Linked DNA regions of Anser cygnoides: region 2 is linked to region 1. Evidence: chromatin contacts called from public Hi-C data. All regions are on one chromosome and are shown on one strand. The core of a region is the stretch at or near the end of the contact, and the rest is flanking DNA. Distances in the headings are between cores, read along the strand shown.

What was found. A called contact is a pair of places that touch in the nucleus more often than the background predicts.
Region 2: a Hi-C map of liver shows a contact between it and region 1, with 2.2 times the contacts expected there. The contact joins the promoter of CDKL5 here to the promoter of PDHA1 in region 1. A contact is called at or near these places in 2 of 7 Hi-C or Micro-C datasets (granulosa cells and liver).

The regions. Positions count from the first base shown.
Region 1 is chr1:128,943,309-128,949,690 of Taihu_goose_T2T_genome, reverse strand. It overlaps PDHA1 (pyruvate dehydrogenase E1 subunit alpha 1), which reads left to right and starts at 1,259. Exons shown (of 11, transcript XM_048066807.2): 1 at 1,259-1,490; 2 at 4,320-4,388; 3 at 5,321-5,494; 4 at 6,164-6,290. The coding sequence starts at 1,416. It overlaps LOC106037843 (a long non-coding RNA gene), which reads right to left and starts at 1,195. Exons shown (of 6, transcript XR_010826171.1): 1 at 777-1,195; 2 at 1-286.
Region 2 is chr1:129,323,545-129,329,971 of Taihu_goose_T2T_genome, reverse strand. It overlaps CDKL5 (cyclin dependent kinase like 5), which reads left to right and starts at 5,151. Exons shown (of 18, transcript XM_066981255.1): 1 at 5,151-5,289.

The sequences.
Region 1 (6,382 bases), core at 10-2,509:
CATAATCAGAAACATTTCTTCACTTTTTTATTTCATGTGATGAAGGAATAGGTAGATTACACTGAACTTGGAATCAGCTTGACAGCATTCTTTTGTAATAACAACAGATTTTTTTCTTTGAGCAGGACCATGTCCATAGTTAACAACTGCTCATAGGTCTCCTGAAACCTTTACGTCACAGTGCTGCTATTTGAAGACGTAGTATGCAAGTTTCCTGCATGCTTTCCATCTTGCATATGGACACCTGGACACTTTACTCTCTTGAGCTGAAGCAGATGAGCATCATCTACAGAATAACAAAACACAAGAATAAAGTCATGAGTCCTTATTCTGCCACATACCACAGGGAACCCTGACAGCCACACCATCCTTCCCAGGCAAATCACCTGCGCTCAGTGTGCCCCCAGCTGCGACCAGAGGCCAGTTTTCTGAATTAGAGGTGCTCAAGAAACATGGATTAATAAGAACAAAAACTGGGTGTGTAGGAGATGGCAGGAGGGGTGACAATGTTACACAGAGGTGGCATAATGAACAGGACAGGACCAAGAACACCTTGCTCAGCATAACAGAGGGAAAAAACAGCAGCAGGCTCTGCAGGGAGAGGTTGCAGAGAATGTTACAGAGCAGGGTCACCCCAGTGAGCGCCTCAGTTTCCCCTGCCCACCTCTGGACACTGCTTGCTGCAGGTAAATGCTGACAGGCGGCTAGGGAAATCCTGCCACGTGCGGACAGCAGAATTTCTGGGGAAAACTCCCCACAGCCCCCTGGGCCCTTACTTTCTCTAGCTGCAGAGCTACTCCCTGCCTGCAGAGCAACAACTGCAGCAAGCCTGTGCTTGCTTCCCAGGCTGGGAAGTGGCACTGGCTGAGGATACTCCACGAAAAAGGCCTCCTGAAGAAACTCGCTGGTCTTCTCGCCTTGCTTTTCGTTCTCGCGGGGGCCAGCTGCGGCTGTTGGGGGCCAGCTGCGCCTGGTGCCCCCGCTGCTACCTCAGCGACATCTTTAGCTGCTCAGCACGGCGGGAGGCGGCTTCCCACACTCAGTCTGCCTCCACGCGCCGGCGTAGGCCTGCCTTTACCAGCACGTTCCTTACAGCCGGGTCTTAACGGCAAGAGAGAAACCCCCTTCAGGCACTTTACGGCTTTCTCCCCTCAGCCCTGACCGACCCCTAACGGCCGCTCCCAACGGCCCCAACCGCTACCGGGCATGCGCGCAGGGGTAAACCACCGCTCGGCCCTCCGCCGCCCGGCGGGTGCCGTCACTCGGGGCAGCGCGCCGCTCGGCCGCGGGGGCGGGCGCTTGGGCGGGCTCGGCGGCGGCCGCTGCTGCTGCTTCGCTGCAGCCGCTGAAGGAGACTCGAGGACGGGGCCCACCACGGTGCCGGTGCCGCCGCCGCCCCCCTGCCTCCCCGCTCCATGCGCAAGATGCTGCTGGCCGCGCTCTCCCGAGTGCTGCCCGGCCCGGCCGCCGCCGCCGCCGCCGGCAGGACGGTGAGAGGGGGCCGTTACGGGGGGGGGAGCGGTAACGGCCCCAACGGTCGCTGGGGGGGGGGGGGGGAGGCGCGCGGGCGGCCGTTGGGGCCGTTGAGGCGGGCGGGGCCCGTGTGGGGCCGTTGGTGTGGGCCTGCGGGTGTGAGGGGGCCGGCGGAGAAACAGCAATCATAGTCGTAATAATAAAGTGCTTTCGGGTGTCTGTTTTGTCCGCTCTGTGCCAAACCCTGCGTTTAAAAACAAAATGGTCGCTGTGTGTGGGGGGGTGTCTGTAAACAGCTGGTCTTTTCCTGCGCTTGCAAACTGTACCTCAGGTATCCTCCTGGCCTGACGTGAGGGCAGGGCCGGTTTCCTTGATGAGAGGTTAATATTTAGGGAAGTGCGCCATGTGCACGGCGTGTGCTGTCACACGAGGGCAGGACGTGCCACCCAAGGTGCTGGCTGGAGCACGGCCAGGGCGCCGCTTGGAGGCTGGCACCCATAGGTGCCCTGTCCAGAGGCCCTTGGTACACGTACTAAATCCGGTATAAAACGCAGCGATCCCTTTTTGAAAGCCTTTTGCAGGCCCCCTTCAAAATTCACCCACCTGGCCCCTTCTTGGAGTGCTTTGCCTTTGCTCAAGTAACAGTCATTTGAGCTCTTTCTGAATTTTAGTTCAAATTGTGTTATTTCATGGCATTGGTGTTTCATTTGCTGTGTTTTATCTCTTTTACGTGAAACATTTTCACAATTCTCTTCTATCTTCTCATTTTCCTTATTCCATTTTAATGACTGTGGCCATGAGGAGAAAATAATCTAGCTGAAAAAACACATTGGCAAGATCAATTTTTTTTTTTTTTGGCGGTGTTAAAGGGCGCTTTTTGGTAGTTGGGATCAACAGCCTTTTTGACGTTGAGAGCAAATCTCTTACTGTGCTTCTGAAGTAATTCACTTGCCTAGTAATTTCTTGCCCTGGCAAGAAAGCCTGTGGGTGGCTGGTTTCATGGGAATGGCATGAGAGAGTAGGTTCATCAGCAAATCTTCCTGTGTGTGTTGGGACTGTATGGAATATGTGTCTGAAAGTATTCCTTAATTTACAGCTAAATTACATTAAAATATAAAGATGGATGCCAAAAATTTGTTCCTTACTGCATGTACTTGGCCTGTTTCTGACATGCTGTGCTTTCCTAGATGTCCAAACCAGACCCATTTTGGATATCTCAGTGCAGTTTTTTGGATCCTAGTGACTGCCAAATATGCAAAGATTTCTCTTTACGTGTTCTTACGCATTTATAATTGAGGTATAAATTAGCAAATAAATAGAAACAGTCTTAATCCATCAGGCAGCATTTTATACCTGTTCTGATCATATTGTAAAGCGTAAAGATGATTTTCTGTGACTCAGAGCTTACCTGTAAACTGTGTTCCAGTTTGCTAATAATGTGCTGATTTCTCCTCCCCCATGGTTTGTTACAGTTACTTACTCTTTTTTTCTTTATCCTTTTTTCCTCCCAAATGCTGCTAACCTAGGGAGCTGTTAGTGAGGTAAGGACTAAACCAGTTTGGTCAAGGTTTTCTTTATTTATTTTTTTAATATGTACTGGCCATGTGTTAAGAACTTCTGTACAGACTGCCTCACATTGCTTTCGTGTAGTGCTCAGGGCTGGGATCGGACCAGGCTGGCCTCCAGAGGTCCCTTCCAACCTCAGCCGTTCGGTGGTTCTGCGAATAGTAAACGCTTGACACACTTCCAGCTCTAGAACTAAAATAGCTTTTTGTCGCTGATAATACTGTTGCATTATGGTAAACAGTGTAGAAACCTGGTTTAAATTTAAAAACTCCAAATATTAAATCTGATAATGTGGGGGGTTGGGAGCTCATGATAGCCAAATCAAATAGGCAACGATAGATAATGAAGAAGGATTGAGAAAATTTCTCCTGTCTTTTTTCCAAATTTTACATCTATCAATCATACCATTGTTGGAGACCTAGGACTGGATAGTCTCAAAATTTTGAAAGAATGAACCCAGAGCTAAGTGTATGCAAGTTCCAGTGTTGAATAAGCTACAGAAATTAATGTGTAATTTAATTAGCAATATGATTTTGCTGCTAAAGATCAAGTGCATTCCTTATGGCCACAAGGCATGTGTGAATAGATGAAGTTATTCAAGAATACCAGTTGTTTGTCAGGTAATAATAGGCTGTACACACTCTGTTAGAAAGAACATCAGTATTTGTTTAAACGACTTTCTTCTCTCTCCCCTACTCTGCCAGCCATTCTGTACTTGTGTGTTTCATGTCTCCTTAGGTAGTGGCCATGCTATTACCCACTTACATAGTACTCTCCTTCCTCACTGCTTGTTGCCTTGCATCCACCCACCTTCTTTTCCTGTTAAAAGGAAAGAGCGATTGTAGTTCACATTCCACACATCTGACGTGTTTTGTTTTTTTTTTTCCAAAGAAAGTTTTTGTTCTGTCAAGGTGAAATTCCAATCAGTGCCGAGAGCCATTAAAATATGCATTGGTTGTGTTCATATAGGGAATAGGTCATGTGAAGGGAAGAGTATGTATTTGTAGGATTTTGATGCACTTCGCAGTATTTTGAAGCTTATTGGTTTTCTTTAATTAATCAAGGGTATAATTTCTAATCTTAATTTCAAATCCTGGATTTTAAAGGAATTCTAGTACGTATGTACAAAGTAAAAGTTCTCTAATACTATAAGGGTATGCCACTGGAGAGTTTCATTAAAAATTATTTCAGTTTGGGTGTACTGTTAGAAATTTGACAATTCGTTTATCTTGTGATTATATTTCAATGTTGCTCATATTTGTTTTTGTCTTTTTTTTAAGGCCTCTCGAGTGATGGTAGCATCACGTAACTATGCAGACTTTGCAAATGAAGCTACATTTGAAATTAAGGTAACAAAGCTGAAGGCTTAATACTGGTATTCCGTGTGAGCACTGTCATAGATCTTGAAATGATGGACATTTAAATTAGAAGAATTTTCAGAACTAAGCCCTGCACTACCTGGCCTGATTTTTAGATGGAGCTGGAAGCACGCTGCATGGAAGTATGTGGTCGTGTGATTGTGTTAATTCAAAGTAAAGTAGTGTGCAAGTGTATTGTATGCAATTCCTCTGGGCAGCAGTGGAGTTGCTCTGGAGAGACCGTTGTTCTAATACAAAAGGTCGTGTAACCTGTAAAGCAGTATTTTGCCCATCTGTGTTGACAGAGTGATTTGGTGTGTTCCACTGGACTGGAAGGATTTTTGGTATGGTACCTAAAATCAGCCCTCCACACAACTCGGGATAGGCCATGGTTTGGGGAGGCAGTGCTGTGGTATGCGTTGTGTGGTTTGGCCAGTGGGGTGGCTGCTGCCGCAGCGGTTTATAACCGTGGGTAGAAGTGGTGGTAGAAGAGGTGAGGTCCAGACTTAGGACCAGATCTTAAAAACTCCCACAGAGGAAACTCCTCTGTTTTGTCACTTCACTAAGCCTCTGTACGTCTTGTCAGGTATTTGGTATGCACAACCATGGAAATGAGCTTTTCTAGTACTTTGTGAGCACTGAACTTCATCTCCTGATAGTAGTAGGAACTGTCCTGACAGTAGGTTTCATTTTGTGTGTGGAAATCTGTCTTTATTAAAAGCAAAGCTTTTATTTTCCTGAATTTGGACATAGTGCACAAACTTTATAATTAATTTGACCTGTGAATTTAGGTTTTCCTGGCTTGCTTTTTAAAAAGATATTACAGTCTGAATTTGAAAATGGTATGTCATTTAAAACAAAAAAAACGTGGTAGAAATGGAATCAACTACTTTCAATAAATAAATACTTGTTCAACTTTGCAGAAATGTGACCTCCACCGCCTGGAAGAAGGCCCTAGTACCACGGCAGTGATGACTCGAGAGGAGGGGCTCCATTACTACAAGACGATGCAGACCATACGACGCATGGAGCTGAAGTCTGACCAGCTGTACAAGCAGAAGATTATTCGTGGCTTCTGCCACTTATATGATGGTCAGGTAAGGTTATCTTTTTCCCCCAAAGATGTTTTTATAATGTCTTGCCCTACTTACCTAGGGATTTGAATAGAAGGGAGAGTATATCTATAACTGGGTGTCTGTGTACAGTGGCTGAAGTTGTAGTGGGATCTGTGATTTGTTTCGTTATTTCTTTAAAAACTGTCTCTGAGTGCACAAGGGAATCCCTGGGGTCTTGAGACAGCAGCAGGAAGAGAGGGAAGGCAGTTTTTTTTTTCCAGTGGCGCATAGATCAGGTACCCACTATAAAGCAAGAGTCAGGAGAAAGAACTTCCTGAACTTGGTGAAACTTTGCTGTCTGTCCATCCTCTGCCCATTTTTGAATTGCAGTTATTAGATACTTCATTTTGGGAGATGTGTTTAGGGCGATGTGTTTGCCTGCGGGTCTTTCTGGCTTCTCATTTTCCTCCTGTCTAATTTTGTTGGCTGCAGACAGGACAGGTTGGAATATAGAGCCCAAGGCAGTTGTAGCTCCGGATTTTGGAAAAAGGGGCCTAACCTCCCCTTGGTATTCAAGGCAGCCTCCTGTATCAGTGCCTTTTCACTTTTCTCCTTTATTTCGTGTAGGGGGACCATAGACCTTGCCACGCTGCTGACGGTGGAAACTCAGTGCTTTTCTTCATTGCTAAACTTACTTTTTATCTGTAACAGGAGGCTTGCTGCGTAGGGCTTGAAGTTGCCATAAAGCCTACAGACCATGTGATCACAGCGTACAGAGCTCACGGTTTTACCTATGCACGAGGTGTTCCCGTTCGAGAAATTCTTGCTGAGCTTACAGGTAGGTGCTGAGTAAAATGAGGATTCACATTTTATGATGTTGCCACTGGTCATGAGGTGGTCCTCATGCATAAGTGCTGGTGCTTCCAAGGC
Region 2 (6,427 bases), core at 3,902-6,401, 380 kb before region 1:
GGTGACAAACCATATCTAGCCTGCCACTTATCTGCACCTTCCACCTCCTTCTTTTTTCTCATAACCAAACTATGCCATAATCCTAACAGGGCTAACATTTCTAGTAGAAGGCTTTTTGCATTCATCTACATACCAAAAACTCACCCAAATTTTCATTATGCCGAACAATGATTGCTGCAGCATTTGTTTCCTTACCCTTGCCACGCACTGCCATAATAATGATGCATTATCATTCAGGGAGACCCCAAGGTCTAAATAGTCCTCTCTTACAACTCTTTCTTTGGTCTCTGTCTTCATAGCATCAGTGTATGTGAATGGACTTCATTTTCAAGTCCATTCATGTTCTGTCCCCACCATATCATCTCCCAGGCTCTTGCACCCAGCCTACCCAGGATGATACTTTCCGTCTGACTGATAAAATTTCACATAGGCACATCCATGTTATCTCCCATACTTCACCCAAGTGCTTTTGCTGAGTTTCTCAGAAAGATCAAGAAAACCACTTCAGTTTGTGTTTTTTTTTTTCCTTAAAAATCTCTATTTGAAATTCACCTCTGCCACCATGCTACAGATTTAGATAAGTATAGTAAGTGAACTAACTCATCCTTTTCCGGTACTCTGTCACCTCTTACCTCTTGAAGTATAAGGCTTTGTGGGCCAGCATTATCTTCTTATTTTGGGTTTCCATGACACCCAGTCCACAAAGGAGTCAGGCCAAAAGTAGGGCTCTTAGGTACAACAGCGATGGTAACACATACTACAATAGGTGGAAATTGCAACATCTCAACAGTGTTGATGTTGTTCTGCAACCTTCTATCACGGCTACATTTAAATTCATATTTCAGAACATTTTCTTCTGTATGTCAGGCTATGAAAAAATACACATTTTTTTCTTGTTAAAAATACATTAAAAGCTAGTTATATCTTTGATTTCATTGAAGATTACATTTAATGGGACAATGTCAGCCTAGGTGCAATGTTTCACTTATTATTTTTTCATACAAAAAGTTTTAGGATTCTGTTTATAAATGCTGTTTGTAGTGGCATGGGCTCTCCATCAGGCTTGACTTAGGAAGATAGCTAGTAAATTCTAATTCTGCTGGAGAGGAAGAATGATTCTTCTTTCCTATGGAAACCTATTCTCATAGAAAACAGGTTATAAGAGCCACAAGTGGGGGATACTGCTTGTATAGGTGAATATGACTCACTGAAACAAGTAAGATAGTCACAAAGTAATGTTTAAATGCAACCACGAGAAGAAGAATAAGGGAGAAGTAAGACAGAGAAGGAAAATAGAGTGTTTAAGTTTAAAGAGAGAAGGTCATGCTTTGGGAAACAGTTTATGGAGAGTTCAGAGAGCTCTGAAAACAGAAGTGATTTTAAGAAAACAATCACTGGAAAATAAGAAAATAAGGAAAATATGTGATCTAGCCTACTGTTTTCATCCCGACACCATTGCTAGGGACACCTGAGCATGATGGGGAGAAAGGGGGTGAAATAAGATGTGATCTGTGGCACTGTAATGATGTGTGTCTGTGCCATTATATGGAGATGAATCAAGGACTGCAACACTGATGGGTCTAGACATACAGGAATTGCCCTCAGCACTGAAGGTGCAGACCTCTACAACAGAAAGCTGCCTTGTAGTCATGCCATCTTCCCCCTTTCTTGCTCCAACCAAATGCTGATATAAAACCATGCATTATGCTCAGGGAGGAAACACCTCGTGGGCAAAGCTACCTACGTGCACACTGAAGGTGCCTATTACACACGGTAAGACATATTAGGGTGAATGAAATCCATTAACCATAACTGGTCGTTATTATGGAAATAAAGACGTATGGTTCTTTGAAATGTCAGATTGTCTAAATTACAGTAGGCTGGAAAGAAATATTATTTAACTTTGCTCTGTGTACTATTTTCTTGTCATTGAGAAGTTATAAAAACACATTGACTTCAGACTCAGAACAACAAAAGCGTCTGATAAGAGTCACCTTATTTCATCAGCAAATACAATGCAAATGATGGTTTGCACACATGGGTGGTTTTCATCAGGTATCAGCATTGTCATAAACACAATAAATTACGGTAAAAAGTGGACCGAGTTCAGAGTATCCAAACAAATTAAATGTCAACAGCTCATTTATTCCTCTTTGCTTCTGCAAGTCAAAACAGTCACATCTTGATCTTGCGGGTTATAATTAGGTTGAGTCCCAGCTCTGCAAAAGCAGAACGCGTATCTTGCGATCTACCCACACATGTTTAGGAAGCCAGAAGAAAGGGCAGTGGTAATGCATAAGAGGAGTATACAGCAGGTGGCTAAGCACTGTAAACCTATTTATAAACTAAGAGGCAGATTAGGTAAGTTCTAGATCACTGGCACTTTTCATAGCCTTAACAAGCCTTGTTGAACAAGACACTAAAACTATTTCTTACAGGCTGGCACCATTGCTTATGTGACTTTCCCCCTACCAAAGGGCTCTGTTGGGTTTGGAAGTGCTGGGCAGGGCAGCCAGCAATTCTGCCACGGGGCTGCCCAGCAAACCCACATCCCTGCTGAATCCCCACAAACACGTGTAGCAGGCAGATCCTGGGGAACATCCCACTTGCCAGGTCGGTGGAGGAAGGTTGCAGCACCCACCGAACGGAGGAGGAAAAAATTAGTTTGCAGCACTTGCGTGGAAACGATTGCACGGAGGAATAAAGCCATAATTCTTTGATTGTGAGCCCAGTGTTCAAAATTAAATGATCCCATTCAAGAGCAACACTTGCAAATTACACATTTTAAAATACACATTTCAAGAAAAGCTTTGTGAAAGGATGTCAGTGCAGTTACAGCAAACTCTACCACCTGAGAATTGTGACTGTCAGCCTTTATTGCACATATTAAATATGCAATGCTGCATAGGAAATTTGTGGCAAAACACTCTTTAAATTAGTGCTTGCTCAACTGAGAGCATAGTTCCTGGGAAAGCAACAGCCAGTTTGTAGAGAGTAATAATAAAAGCAACATCACTCCCTTTTGTTGCATTGTTTTCTCTCAAGACCCTAGGAAAGAAACAATATCTATTCACTTCTTCATGGTTTCTGTTTCTTCTGTATGTAATGAAATGTCACTGCAAGCAAGAATAATGAATAATCTGCTCCTATCTGTGTGCCAATTTCTCCACTTTTTAGCTAGGCAAAACTCCCATTGATTTTTGTCTGTTTAAAGGCTCTTCTAAAATGCTCTGCTCCTCTCTTGCTCCATGCATTTATGTTTATACCTGTCGGGGCTGTATCTGCTGCCCACTTGATATCCTCTTGCCTCTCCCCGTATGCCCATCGATGCTTGCATCCATCACCTGGCTGTGCGTGCCAGTGGCGCGGCAGGGATGCAGCGGGTGAGCAGCCCTTTGCTGCCGAGGCTGCGTTATGTCGTTTAGCCATTGATCCCGTACGCCTGCCGCTGGTGCAGTGACCCGTGCGGGCTCCCAGAGGAGGCACGTGCCGGGCCTGGCACTTCACGCCGTTTCCAGCAGAACGGATCAGACCGCTCCGATCTGCGCGGGATGGCCAACCCGACACGGAGCCAGCTAGTGCCTGCGGGACCAAGAAAGGAAGCCGAGGCAATCTGGCTGCCTTCTTCATGCATTTGTCTCTGGCCTTGATCACTCCACGCCCCACTCTGGAGTCCCTGAAAAAACGACACTTAGGTGGTCCAAACTTGGGCATTTTCCCCTCGTTTTTATGGGAAAAATGCCTAAAAACGGTGTCTTATTATGAATGACACCCGCTTCTTATTTGTATTCAGAGTCACAAATGCTTATTTTACCTGGTAAACCATATTTTTTCTTATTTTAGCGACTTGGTGGAGTCTAGCCTAGCTTCTCACAAGAAAACTTCCATTATAGACCATGACACGTATCAGAAGAGAGGGGCTTGACCTCCACACCCACGCCTGATTTGCAAGGGTTCACCTTAGTAAATTCCATCTTTTTAGCTGTGTGAAATGAGCCTCAAGCTTTTGGAGGCAGCAAACAAAGAGCTGTTGTGCTCTGACATTTCTGTCACAACCACAAGACGAGGGAGAACAATATTATTATGAATATTGAAGAAACCCAGAAGACAAGTGGGCTATGATATCTGACTTCTGGCATGTAAAATTACGGACTGCTGTCCTTATTAAAGCAAAGCTCAAGATGAACGTTTCTTATAAAGCGTTCTATCCTCTCTGTCACGTAGCGTATTGTGAGAAACATCCAAACCAAGGCAGATCTCAGTAAAAATAGTAACTACAACATGTCAGTGTGTGAAAATGGTTACTTGCGAGAAGCAGTGTAGGAAAAGAAAATTGTTTTTGTGGAGTTTTAACAAAAAATCCACGGTGCTCGGCTCAGACTTTGCCACAGCCATGTTCCTGTCTCTGCGTTCTCACAGGAATTCGACACGCACCACGTCGCTTACAATCTGGCCTCACATTAAAATGACAAGACACACTGATAGAAGAAAAAAAAAAAAAAAAGTTGTTTTAATTGCTAGCATATGTTACCGGAAATTCAGTTAGTTATTTTTAAGCGTTAAGTCATTTATCTTCGTTTGTAACCGGTAGCACCACTGCCTTCCGTCCTGGAACCAGCACAGGCAGAGGAGAATAATTAAAGACCACAAAAGCCGTTGGTGATACATGGAGTGCCAACACTGGTAGCACACTTATTACAATTTAGACAGCAGCATTATATCTTTATTTAAATTCACTTTAAGTTATCCTTATGGCTAAGGATGCTGGGATCACTCCTGCCCCTGCCCCTGTCACCAGCCCTGTCACCAGCCCTGTCCCCAGCCCTAGCCCTGTCCCTGTCCCTTGTCCCTTGCCCCTTGTCTCTTACCCCTGTCCCTGTCCCTTGACCTCTGTCTCTGTCTCTGTCCCTGTCCCCTGTCCCCTGCCCCCTGTGTCCGGCCCCGACCCGGCCCCGCGGCCGTTGCTCGGCAGCCGCCAGCCAACCGAGCCTGCCGGGAAGGCTGAGGGGAGAGGCGGTGGCAGCGGTGGCAGGCTGACGGCTAGCCCCCATTGGTGGAAACGAGCGAGGGCGGGGCTTAGAGCCGGCTCTCCGCTCTGCTATTGGTGGGGAGAGGCGTCAGTTCGGGCGCAGGGGCGGGGCGGGGCGGCTAGCGGCTTGCGTTGAGAGGCGCGGCGCGGCGGGGCGGGGGGAGCGCGGCGAGGGGGCGGCGGCGGCGGAGGAGCGGGTGCGAGGGGAGCGGCGGAGCCGGCGCCGATCCGGAGCGGAACCGGAGCCGATCCGGAGCGAGGTAGGGGCTCGGGTAGGGGAGCGGGCTGCCGGCTCCCAGCCCTGGCAGCCGCCGGGTGCCGGGGTAACGGCCCCGTGGCTGGAGCGAGCGGCGCTCCCCGCTGCCTTTCGCCGTCCCCGGGGGCGTTGGGGTGTTTTTACCCCCAAAATTTCACCGTGAGGGTGTTGAACGTAACGCCCCGCCCGTTAAATGTAGCCTGAACGCCCCAGACAGCGCAGGCTGAGAGGCTGGGCTGCCTTTGTGCGTGCGCTGCCTTCACAGCGGGGAGCTGCGGTAAGGAGAGGAGGTTTTAAAAAAAAAAAAAGGCTATTTTTTTTTTTTTAATAAAATATACCTGCCCGGAGTAGAAGCACGAAGCGCCATTTTAATAGGTGGACCGAGCGGCGGAGGTGTATCGCCTTCTGCCATCGAGCCCACGCAGCCGGGGGCAGCGTTTGGGGAATGCCTGGGCTGGCACAATTTGGGGATGGGGGAGATCCCCCCCTTAACCGGGGGGCCTCTGGGCAGGTGTGGGGCGGGGGGCACCTCTGGGAGCCCCCCGCTGACCGCCCCTCCGGGGAACGGCCTTCTCAGTCAGGATTTACCCCAAAACGCAGCATGAACTCAGAATTGTCGTGGGGTCGCGGCGATGTTCTGGTGCCTTTGGGTTTTTCTGAGGTGCAGGGGAACCGCATTGCATGTGAGGGTGGGGGAAAGACCACGGAGAAAGGGGGAGCGTGAAAGCAGCAGCGATCACTTGCTGCAAGATGCAAGTGCTACGCCAGCGTCTTGCACCTAGGGCTGCTTGGATTCGCTGCTGCCAGTGCCTGGACCTGCAGCTGAAAGCAGCCGGCATCATTTAAAAGCACACACGTTAAAAAAAAAAAAAAAATATATATATATATATATATATTACATCTCACTTCCAAGTATTACATCTGATTTCAACATTATTCGAATGTCAACAACTTCGGCAAATCTGATATACGATGTTGCTTGATGTTAGGTATTTTTATCGTTTCAGCATCCAAAATCAAATCTAAAACTGTAACTTTGTTTTCGTTCCTTCCTTTTGTCTCGCTTTGCAATCAGAGTTTTAGCGAACCTGTTAGCATTGCAGGTGTTACGTTCTGCCTCGTTTCTTAAAACCTGAGGTGTT